Linked DNA regions of Mus musculus: all the other regions are linked to region 2. A link is a contact called in public Hi-C, HiChIP or PLAC-seq and promoter capture Hi-C data. All regions are on one chromosome and are shown on one strand. Each heading gives the region's core, a stretch centred on a gene start, on an enhancer-like site or on the middle of the called end of the contact. The rest is flanking DNA. Distances are from core to core; before and after follow the strand shown.

Region 1 (2,783 bases), core at 175-2,674, 330 kb after region 2:
CTGCGATCTGTGGCCTCTGCCTCCCTTTCAATGTCTTCTTCCGTCCTCCCCTTGAGCAGTCTTCACTTGGGAGTGAAACTCCTTACTGTTTTGTGAGCACACTGATCTCTCATTATCTAGGGACATTTTTTGGTGGTCAGAGTGGTGTGGCAGATGTGTGCATGTGTTTGTGTGTGTGCACATGAGTGTGCACAGTGAGCACATGACTTCTATTATCATTTAGCGGTAGACAGCAGGGATGCTGCTAAGCCTCTCTTATTGTACAGATAGCCACAAAGGATAGGAACTGTGCTCAGTATCAAACCACCCTTCCCATTCCTCTCAGTTTTCCTTTTTGAAAACACCACCACATCCCAGAAGACCTTTCCCGCTGTGCTGCACACTGAAATGTCACTGTCCTTAAAAAACAAACTCAAATGCCACGCATTCTAGGAGTCAGGTCTTGAATGATCTGCCTCCTGCTCTGCAGACGAGATACTTTCTAAGCAGCCCTGAGAGTCTGTCAAGTTGATGAATTGATAATAGTTTGCATTTGGTCCTAGTATTTGTCCGTTTTTACCGCCTGTCTCTTACATTCAGGCTGTTGGGGTGCTGCTAACTCTTGTCACTCTTGTGTCCCTAGCTGTCTTGTCACTGCGTGTATTAGAACTGCTTTGTGCCATCTGATGAGGATGGGTGCATGATAAAGCTTAGACAAATGGGAAGTGTACATTGTTCCATGATCTTTTCTTTTCTCATTAGTAGCTGTTGTGGTGTGCGTGTGTGTGTGCATGCACCCGCACGCATGCCACAGTGCACATATAGAAGTCTGGGAACAACCTTGTGGAGTTGGTTCTCTCCTTCTACCTCTACGTGGGCTCCAGGGCTCGAACTCAGGAACCTTTAAAATTACTGGCTGCTCTTCCAGAGGGCCTGGGTTCGAGTCCCAGCACCCACATGGCAGCTCACTGTCTGTAACTAATGTTCCAGGGATAGATATGCAGGCAAAACCCCAGTGTACAGAAAACCAAAAATCCAACAACGCCAGAGCCAAGATTTTTGTCACTAATTTCAATGAAAGGAATATAGAGAATCTTTGTTCAGTGAAAGCATTTGTGTTTGTTTTTGCAGCTGTTTAGTGAAAAAATAAGTGGTGCCGAAGGAACGAAGCTAGATGAAGAATTTCTGAACATGGAAAAGGTAAAGCTTTTTGAACATGTGACGGGTTAGAAATGGGCTGTCTGTGCCCGAGAGAGAACCGCCTACTATTGGGAATATGACCTGGAGTGGGAATCCAGAATGTTCAAATGCAAGCATGGGGTGCAGAGTCGGGAAGGCAGGACCCCAGTGCTTCCCAGCCCAAGCCAGGATCAGGTTGAACCACATCTAGTCTGGGCAAGTTGAGGAAGGAAACGGAATGTGACTAACTGGTTCCCCTAGTGGCCAGCTGTCAGAATGCATAACATGTGGGCCTTGGCAACAACTCCAGGGCCAAATGGTGCTCATATGTCTTAGAGAGTCAACTGTGTCTCAAGGCTTGTGTGACAAGGCTTTTCCGATTTATAACAACTGATTTATCATTTGGTAATCTAGGCTGTTGTTCCCATCTGTTTCAGCAGCTGCACAGCAAATACTTTTCTGCCATTAGAACCGACATATCAGCTGTGATACAGAGATAAGTATGTGTGCCCGGCTGGCCTCACATGGGGGCATCTAGAATCATATATGCAGATGAAATAATTTAGAAGAGTGTTCCTGGCTTGGCACTCCAATGATGGACTGCAGACTCTGTCCCCTGTCCTGTCCCCTGGTCATCTACCTGGAGAGTGGCTCTGGTGCAGTCGGAGCTGGGTCCACACTGCTCTGCTTCCTCCCCTTTGTCTTGGGCCCTTTGAGCAGAGCTTGTCCTAACGATTAGATTCCTCAGACCGGAGCTGGGGGCCTGGGTGTGGCCGGCAGTGCAGGTTGGGGGAAAGCCCGCTCTGGGTGTGGGTTGGGAGGGCATTCTCTTTAATGTAGGTAGGACCTGGCCAGCCTTCCTCCAGGAAGTGCCCGAGAGGTGTTTTTTTTTGTTTTTTGTTTTGTTTTTTTTTTGTTTTGTTTTGTTTTGTTTTTTCGAGACAGGGTTTCTCTGTGTAGCCCTGGCTGTCCTGGAACTCACTTTGTAGACCAGGCTGGCCTTGAACTCAGAAATCCGCCTGCCTCTGCCTCCCGAGTGCTGGGATTAAAGGCATGCGCCACCACGCCCGGTTTCCTAGAAGTGTTAAGACCCTAAGAAGAGAAGCTTATTTTGTGTTTGATTTTGAAAAAAGAAATTCTGTGCATTGAAAACCCTTTCAACATGTTAATATCATTGACATATCTAAAGTTGATTTTTAAATTTATTAATATATATAATGATAGGATGTATATGGCTTCTTTACCAACTAGATTATTCAATTCATATGCTATACTTAAAAACAAACATCTGGAGTTATGTTATTGGGTTTAGAGTCAAGGTCTGGGCGCTGGCAGCTCTGACAAGCTGGGTTCAGACAGTAAGTAACACCCATCCATGGCATCTGCATCAGCTCCTGTATCCTGACCTGCTTGTTCTCAACAAGCCCGTTAAAGAGGCAGGTGGCAGGGCAAACCTGGGCAGAGCAGCTTATTCAGTGTAGCCCCGTCTGCACCAAGAGAAACACACGAACATTCCATGTGAAAGGAGGCTCTGATTTCAATAGTAGGCTGAGGCGTGTATAACGAGGCAGCGCTGGTCAGGGTGTGGCTGAGGCATGGGTAATTAATCTAGGCCGTGCTGCTTC
Region 2 (2,700 bases), core at 11-2,510:
GTCTTGCTGTTTAGGAAGAAGAGAGCTGTCGTGGGTTTGGTTCGAGGCCAAGAATAAGGTTCGGGAACCGACCTAAAACAAATATGGAGGTGAAAAGGCACAAGGAAGCTCCTTGAATTCACCAGCCAGTGACAGGCTATTTGGTGTCAGTTTCTAAGAACCAGGGCACCAGGGAGGCAATGGACAATGAGAGGGCAGGTGAGGCACAGGGGATCGCGCCCAGGAAACACTCAACAAGTCTGGAAGATGAAGGATGCTCTGAGATCGAAGATTGCTACCATGAGACTGCCGCTGGCCTCTGCACGACCATCCCCTTTCCCAGGACTGACCGTCACCGGCTCTCGCCGGCTGGGGGACAGCCTTTCGCTCTCCTACCTGCCTCGACGTTCGCCCGGATCAGGGCGTCTACTCAGGACCATGCTGGGAGCCAGCCGGCGCCTCCACCCCGGACCCGCTTCCCGGTCCCCGCCGGCTTCCATGAGGAAGGCGACGTCGGGCCTGTCCGGTCGAACCCGCCTTCGAACGTGGGCGTCAGGATGGCCGCCGAGCCGGCGAGGGCGCAGCCCGGAACCTTCGCCTCGGCCCGGAGCCCGGTGCGCAGCACAGCTCGCGGTTCAGCCCAGGCGGCGGCCAGGCGCGAGGCGGGCTCGAGCCGAGGTGATGGGGAAAGGGGGCGGGCGCGCCATCATGAAGGGAAAATGGTGGGCGGGCGGGCCCGCGCGCGCGGCCGCCGTACTCACCCGGGCGGGCCAGTGCGGGTAGCCCTTCATCTTGGCGAAGACCAGGTCTCCCGCTTTGTACTCGCGGGGCCGCGGACGCGCCATCCCGGTCGTTCTCCTGCTCGCCGGTCCTTGGCCGCCGCGAAGATGCTGGGAGGCCGCCCCTCCGCGGGACGACGGAACCGCGCCGCGCTCCCCGCGGGGCCTCGAGCCGAACGCTCGAGCGGCCGCTCCGACGAGGGAGAGCGGCGAGGCAGTGGCCGAGGCGAGCGGTGGGCGGGGGGCACCGCAGGCCCCGCAGATCCCCGCCCGGCTGCGGGGGATGGGAGCCCGCGTCCGGCCGCGCCGAGTCCCGACGCCGCCGCTACCGCCGCGCGCTGCTCACAGGAGCCGCGTCGCCAGCCTCATGCAGCCGCCGCCTCCCCGCCGAGCTTCTGGGTTCCGTGCGAGCTCCGGGCCTCGCGCCTCCTCCGAATTCCTCCTCGGGCAGCGACCGCAAACACGATCTTATTATTGTTCTCGCGCGCGCTCAGCATTCCCCCCCTCCACCCCTCGCCCGCCCCGCTTCCCTCCCCTCGCGCGCCGGCCGGTTAATTCCTAGGTGCACGGCCGGCTTTCTCGGAGAAACCGCGCGCGCCGCCTGGCTTGCTCCGCGGGCTGCTGGTGGGCGCGTCCTCCCGCAGCAGCGAAGCCGGTGCCCCGCGGGTGGGAGCGCCTACTCCAAAGACGCCCGCCGCCTGCTCTCTTTTGTTCTTGGCCGGGAGCTGCCTGGTGAAGCCCAGCCAATCACCACCCGGCCGCCCCTCTTTCCCCTCCTGCTCGCGCCCACCCCCTGCGGACTGCACCCCCTTTCTGACTGCCCCCTACCCGTGGGCCACTTCCTCGGGTGCTCTCTGGTGAGTTGGGGGAGAGGGGGGACAAAGGCTTCCCAGGCATGGGGGATAGCTGCGCAGGGGACTCGCTGCCTGGTCAGTAGGTACCTGGAAAGAACAAGGGCAAGGTTCTTGCCCCAGGTCTGCCTTAATGATGCAGTGTGACCCACCTAGGGCAAGCGACTTCACTGGAGTCAAGGCCAGTCCTCACCGACAGGATGGCACAGTCGGGCTTTGAACATGGATCTATATGGTTCAGTGCCCATAGCCTAAGTTATGCTTCTCTGTGTGGGGCCTTCATGGGCCAATAATTTTGGGGCAAAGGACTTACCCTGACAAGTCAAATCAGTTGTTTTCAATTCTGGTAACATACTGGAGAGCAGCTTCTAGAGATTTCTTTATACAGGTTAGTAAGTCTACGACAAACGTGTGCATTCACCATTGTTTTATTTGGATTTCAGCTGACTGCTTTCAAAAAGACATTTTGGGAGTGAGAATCTTTATAGCATTCTCCTTTGTGAGAGGTAAATAAAATAATTCACTCTTTTCTGCATCTGCTCGATGAATGGATGAATGCGCCCTGTGGAAGATCCCTGTGATCTTGCCTTCTTTAAAAGGTCCTCTGGTGCTGCACCTAGTTGGGAAGACAGCTCTCCTTTGTGAATTGCCCTCTTTGCCATTTCTCCCCTCTGTAGAAAGTGGGTTTTCCAAGCATCTGCCCCACTCACTTGTGCTTGAGAGCTGTGCTTACCGCAGCCTCTCCGTGATGGGTTTCCAGTGGCCGGCTGTAGAGTCTGGAGACATTCCGAGGAGCGTTTACTTTGTTCACAGTACTTGGCTGTTTCTTTTTTTGCATCTCTTAATTCTCCAGCACCCACCCCTCACCTTCCCTATAGGCTCACCTTGTCCTCTCTTGCGCTGCAAAATTAGTCTAGGTTTTTTCCCCCGGCTGTGATAGCCCGAGAACGAGCTTGTCACGTCTACAAGTCATATCACACACATCCTAGGTGCCATGTCAAAGCCGCATCTCTTGACAGGCCACCAGAGCCCTAACTGTCCAAAGCTGGAATGGCCGAGGCTGCCTGTGGGCTCTGGGCGGTCATGAGTAG
Region 3 (2,700 bases), core at 149-2,648, 480 kb before region 2:
TGGTGTTGCGGGCCACTTTGCAGGAACCGTGGCCTTGCAGAGCCCCCTGGAAATGAGGCTCGTGACCGTGAGAGGCTGGAACCGCACAGCAACCCACACGGGTGGCCTGCGCTGCCCACCGAGGACGCTCTTTGCTGACATGGGTCCCCCTGCCTAGGCATGGGCCTCCCCCCACACACACCCCGTTGCGTCTAGGCCCCCAGTGAAGCAGCCTTGTCAGCCCTACCCGCCCAGCGTCCAGCCTCCGCTCCCCCAAACCAGAGGTCAGGGCTGGAGGCCACGCGAGCCCATCTGCAACCCGACACCCCCGAATTTGGACACCTGGCCTTGCTGGCTGAGAAACGCTGAGCGACACCCTCGAGGCCACATGAGTGCGTCCCGCCAGGCCGCCCGAGTGAGGCAAGCGGACGCCGCCGAGGACTAGCTGGCTTCCCGCCTGCGCCCCCTCGCGGGCTGCTCAACTCCTCCTCCCCTCCGGGCCCGCGCCCCCCAGCCCCGCGAGGCTCCCGGGGACAGCCCTCGAAGCCCGGTCACACGCACGTGCGACCTCACCTGGCCCGGTCCACCCTCGGGGCTAGGGCTCCGGGAGCAATCGAACGTGTGAAGCCACGTGACTTCCCCGGGCTTGGAAAGAGCGCGGCCCGCACGAGGGGCCCGAGACCTCGGCTTTAAAGGAGCCATGTCAGCGCCGTCGTGGCGCGTCTCCCCCTGCGCCGCCCCAGCCTGAGGGGGTCTCCGCGGCTCGCTGCTGCGCCGCCCGCAGCGAGCCGCCAGCCCCTGCCTCCTGCGGGACGCCAAGGCGACTCTCGGGGAGAGAGAGAGAAGGAAAGAGAGAGACGGGAGCCGCGGGCACCGCCGGCCAGCCGGCCGGCCGCTCGAGCTCTCCCGTGCGACGGCTGCGGAAAAAGGAAGTGTTGGCGTCCGGGCGCCCGTCCGCGCGGCCGGCTCCTGTCTGGACGTATGTTCGAGGCCACCGAGAGTTGTGCAAGTGCAGCTCCGAGGCCCCGGCGGTCGCCCCCGAAGGGCCGCGGCGCCTTTAAGCCCAAAGGCCTGAGTCACGAGGAAGCTCCCTGCCCCTCCCCGCGCGCCCCACACCGCTCCACGAGGCCCACGACCGCGGGCATGTGACCGGCGCCCCGCCCGGGACGCTAACCCGGGCGGCGGTGAGGGGGCCCTGTGAAGTGGCGAGACTGCGCGCGGACCGTTAGCCGAGGCGGCCGGCGGGGACAGCAGCCCCGCCCGGCCCGGCCCCGCCCCGCCCCGGCGGCTCTTACCAGAGAGAAAGCCATGGGGTCCGGCGTGGCCCTAAGGGACTGGCGGGCGGGCGGGCGCGCGGGCCGGCGGGTCTGTGCGGCGCGGGACGCGCACACACGTGGGCACTATTTTTGCAGCGAGCAGCGCACGACTCCGCACCCCGGCGGCTTATAAAGCTCCGCGGCGCTGGCCTGACGAGGAGCACCTGTGTCGGCCCCGCCCGGCCTCGTCCCCGCCCCCGCCCCCTGCGCTCCTTCCTGCCGTCCAGACCCGCGCTCCGCCGCCCACCCTGGGCCTGGGGGTCCGAACGGGGGGTGGGGGTTAGTTCTGAGGCTCGAGCCAAGACAGACCACCACTGCCTCCCCGGAGCCCGAGGGGGCTCAGGCCTGAGCAAGTCCCTCGCCCGGTGACCCTGACCATTTCACTCTCCCGCGGGCCTCAGTTTCCCTACAGATTTACAAGACCCTGGGATGCCCCGCTGCGCCGGTGACGTGCGCCCCCCCCCCAAAAAAACGTATAACCACGCCTCTCCTTTGCTAGTGACCTCTCGGGTGGAAGCCCCGGTGGCACCGAACCCAGCCCCTCCACCCATCCCCACCTGCAGCAGACACGCCCTCACTTCAGACCGACTGCCACTGCATCTGGAGCGAGCTGGAACCCGGAGCGCAGGCGTCAGGGGATTCGGGAAAGTTCCGAAAACAGCAGTGATCCTCTTCGGATTGCAGTTCCCCAGGGAAACCGCTCCCGACGCTCCCTCCAGAATGACAGGACGCTTTACTGACAAAATTCGGGGCAAGAGATCAGGGTGAGCGAAGCTGTTGTTCCGAGAGGCGTCATGGGCCAGCTAGGGCTGGACCAGACCGGAAGCCCAAGCGAGCGCAGAGGCGGAGATGGCATTCCGGGCTGCAGACCAGGGAAGGCGGAGAGGGAGGAATGCACTGAGAGGCTCAATCTGACTAAGACCAGCTAATGCGTGTTGGTGCCACAGGAGGGAAGCCCGAGCCCAGTTTCTGAAGGGCTTTTATTCTGCAGCTAGCTGGAAACTAGAGGAAAGGTGAACAAGCTTGGAAGTTGCCAGGTCTCTTTTAAGGTGTTGCTGGAGAGTTGGAGGTGGGAAATAAGCCACTAGGTTGGTTAAGAAAGAGAACAGAGCTTATTGAACATTTCTAAGTGTTTTATATGTTATACTTTTTATTCAGCGCGTATTATACTCAAGGTTCCTCCTGACAGGTGAAGAAGCTGTTACCAACTTGCTGGCAGGTTTGTGAGGCAGGAACGTATAAGCTTCTGCCCAGGGTATTAAGAAAGGAAGCCTACGGTCCTAGCCTAGTGTGTTTGGAGAAGGTGGGGAAGAGGACAGATGCTGGAGTTAAAGTGCAGAGGGAGCTGAATGACAGCTGGCTAGTCTCCATTCTGTGGTCGTTCCCAAGGGTTACTGAAGTCCTA
Region 4 (2,731 bases), core at 170-2,669, 410 kb before region 2:
GAGCCAGTGTGTGCCTGTGCCCAGTGTGTGCCTATGCCCAGTGTGTGCCTATGCCCGTGTGTACCTATGCCAGGGTGAGAAAAGCACAGGCCAAGCCTAGAAAGTGAGTGTAATGGTCTCACTCTGTAGCCCTGGCTCTCTGTCCGTCCTTCCTTCCTTCCTCCTCCTTCTCCTTTCTGCTTCTCACTGTATAGCTCTGGCTGGCTTGGAACTCTCCACGTAGACCAGTCTGGTGTTGAACCCTGAAGGCTGGTATTAAAGTAGTGTGCTACCATGCCCAGAAAAGTTACATCTTAAATGAGTAAGAGAAATGAAGTAGATTTGGCTCAAGCTGATAAACAAGGTAACATTTTTGCTCCTGATTTTGTATATTAAATCCAAAAGCCTTGTATGTTTGGACTGCATGTAAGGTCCTTTCATTACACCTATGTTTCTTATTTTGTTCTTTTTGCTTCAAATTCTGACCTCAAACTCGCAGCATCCAAATGAACTCTGAACTCATTGTTCTAAACCTGCTTACTTTTAGTTTACTTTAGCATTTGGTTTGCACATTCCTGGAGAACTCTGGCAGCTTACTAGGGTGCTCAGTAATTGCCGCCCCTGAAATCTTAAGTCTTTTCTGCAGCCTCACAATGTGAACTGGAATAAGCTGGGCTTTTTAATCCAACAGGATGGATGTCCTTGTAAAACACAGCAATAAGCAGAAATAAGGAGAACAAAGTTTGACAACAGAGTAGGGCCATGCTGCCTCAAGTCAAAGCACACACAGGATTTTTAGCGATCACCAGAAACTAAGTAAGGCAAAGATATCATATTCAAAATGACAGAGGAAGCCTACCTCTACCAAGGCGCAAATGTCAAATGTCTTTTGTTTTAGTCTCTCAACATTTGAGGTCTATCCTCAGGAAATTTATCCAAAAGTGATTTTACTTATCTTCCTAGACCCATGATCAAGGCTAGGAAGCTCTTGGTCCTTTCCTGGATGAATATGCATGGGCTTGCAACCAGGGGGAGTCAAGAGAGCGACTGAGTAAAGGTTACTGAGGTGCAGTGCACGCTTTGCTCTCTATAAGCAGGGTGGCAAGAATGAAGAACACTGAGAAGCTTAACAGCCAGGGCTGGGTAGCACAAGAACGCAGAGGAGTGTCGCAGGGGCGGGACGGCGTACTTCAGTCCCCAGGATGCCGCCTGCCAGGGGAGCAGAGAATAGCATACTCAAAACAATGCGGCAGCTCTCCACACCCACCCAGGAGCTACAAGCCGGCCCCCGAGTCTCCCACGATCCAGACGCCACGCAGCTAGACGCTAAGCAGCAGAGGACTCGCTCTGAGCATGCGCACTGGGAAGAGCCAAGCCCAGCCGCGCCGCGCGGTGCCTGACGTGGAACTTCCTCCCTACGGCTAAGAAGCCGGAAGTGGACTCATTTTCCACCGGAAGGAGGGAGAAATTATGACCGAGAGCCTGACACCTGATGCTAGCGGCTTTTGTCTCGCCAAGTTGACCCAGTATTTGGCCACCTTGTGCGGCGGGTGACTATGGTGTCCAGGTAAGTGGCTGACGTGGCAGGCGTCCCAGGAATGGGAGAAGAGATGGGTAAGCTGCCCGGCTATCGATCTTCCTTCTCTGTGTTTGTTTTTTCTCCATCTTTTTCAAAGAGGGTTGCTAGCCCACGGAATGGTGGGTAGATATGGAAGGAGAAATACGCGGTCACACAGACTGAAGTTAAATTAAGCACACACACATACGTACGTACATACATGCACACATACAAACACATATTCACATGCACAGAGCTGTTGAATATTGGCTCTGTAAATCCAGGCATTCCGAATCGATGACTCTTGCCTGAGGGAGGAATCACCTGTTGCAGTAATTTTAGCGCCCGTGAGCACATGCACACGCAGTGGGTGATTTTTAAGTTTCTTGAATGTGTCAGCAAAGGCATTTAATGTTAGAAAAGGGCAGCAAGGAGGCGGTGGAAAGTTGCATGGTTTGTTGAGGACAGATTCTAAAATCCCATAGAATTCTTGTACAAAGGAGTTTTTATATTGCTTTCTGATGGTGTGCGTGGATGGGTAGGAGGTTGGAAAATTGAAGGAGTGAAGACAGTAGTGAGGTGCACTTAGATACTAGCCTGATGGCTTAGTAGTTAAGAGCATTTGTGGCACTTCCAGAGGCTCTGAGTTTGGTTCCCAGCACCTATATCAAATCACTTGTACCTCAGGACCCAAGGAGTCCAACACACTATTCTGGCCTCCTTGAGCACCACACACATATGTCATTCACTCACAAAGACACGAACATACATATATATAAAGCTTAGATAAGGTGTGAGTCCACCAAAGGAAAGTCATTCGTCAGCCATCAACATGTTTGACCCTGTAGATCAGTGGGTCACAACCGTGGGTCACAACCCCTTTGGGATCAAATGACCCTTTCACCTAAGGGGTCACCTAAGACCACTGGAAATACAGACATTACATTACAATTCAAAACAGTAGCAAAATTACAGTTATGAAGTAGCAACAAAAATAATTGTATGTTGGGGTCACCACAACATGAGGGTATTAAAGTCACAGCATTGGGAAGGTTGAGAAGTGCTGCTCTCGATGGAGATGAGTTTGCCGTGTCTGCCGTTCCCGGTGTACTGTGTAGCAACAGAAGGCAAACATGGGAATCTTCCTTACCTATTGCCTGTTATTGCATAGAAAACCCTGGGGGTCTTAAGCAA

What was found. Hi-C and Micro-C count contacts between places; a contact is called where the count stands out from the background. HiChIP or PLAC-seq counts read pairs in DNA pulled down with a chosen protein or histone mark. Capture Hi-C pulls out chosen DNA fragments and counts their contacts.
Region 1: an H3K27ac HiChIP or PLAC-seq map of embryonic stem cells shows a contact between it and region 2, with 4 times the contacts expected there. The contact joins the enhancer-like site here to the promoter of Hdgfl3 in region 2. A contact is called at or near these places in 4 of 39 promoter capture datasets (embryonic stem cells and pre-B cells), 2 of 15 datasets of contacts at CTCF or cohesin (the NIH/3T3 cell line and large pre-B cells), 2 of 484 Hi-C or Micro-C datasets (embryonic fibroblasts and embryonic stem cells), 22 of 115 datasets of contacts at active chromatin or transcription factors (the NIH/3T3 cell line, T-cell acute lymphoblastic leukemia, craniofacial prominence and 13 more) and 2 of 9 other capture datasets (adipose tissue and liver).
Region 3: a contact with region 2 is called in a Hi-C map of cerebral cortex, with 4 times the contacts expected there. The contact joins the promoter of Cpeb1 here to the promoter of Hdgfl3 in region 2. A contact is called at or near these places in 1 of 39 promoter capture datasets (cranial neural crest), 7 of 484 Hi-C or Micro-C datasets (cerebral cortex, cortical neurons, embryonic stem cells and 2 more) and 5 of 115 datasets of contacts at active chromatin or transcription factors (astrocytes, embryonic forebrain, embryonic hindbrain and 2 more).
Region 4: a contact with region 2 is called in a promoter capture Hi-C map of adipose tissue, with 2.0 times the contacts expected there. The contact joins the promoter of 2900076A07Rik here to the promoter of Hdgfl3 in region 2. A contact is called at or near these places in 2 of 39 promoter capture datasets (hippocampal neurons and liver), 1 of 484 Hi-C or Micro-C datasets (uterus), 3 of 115 datasets of contacts at active chromatin or transcription factors (effector CD8 T cells, large pre-B cells and memory CD8 T cells) and 2 of 9 other capture datasets (adipose tissue and embryonic stem cells).

What each region holds. Positions count from the first base shown.
Region 1 is chr7:82,259,022-82,261,804 of GRCm38.p6, forward strand. Sh3gl3 (SH3-domain GRB2-like 3) reads left to right here. Exons shown (of 9, transcript NM_017400.7): 2 at 1,111-1,179. Among named protein-coding and RNA genes, the nearest start is that of Gm32903, 4.5 kb to the left of the region's middle. Within about 2 kb of position 1,425, at least 4 of the 459 cell types and tissues checked have an H3K27ac peak or open chromatin away from gene starts, as enhancers often do. A contact at or near this core is called in embryonic stem cells, where this site is marked.
Region 2 is chr7:81,933,199-81,935,898 of GRCm38.p6, forward strand. Hdgfl3 (HDGF like 3) reads right to left here and starts at 1,261. Exons shown (of 6, transcript NM_013886.4): 1 at 741-1,261. The coding sequence starts at 824.
Region 3 is chr7:81,453,360-81,456,059 of GRCm38.p6, forward strand. Cpeb1 (cytoplasmic polyadenylation element binding protein 1) reads right to left here and starts at 1,399. Exons shown (of 12, transcript NM_007755.5): 1 at 1,275-1,399. The coding sequence starts at 1,289.
Region 4 is chr7:81,522,131-81,524,861 of GRCm38.p6, forward strand. 2900076A07Rik (RIKEN cDNA 2900076A07 gene) reads left to right here and starts at 1,420. Exons shown (of 4, transcript NR_160675.1): 1 at 1,420-1,546.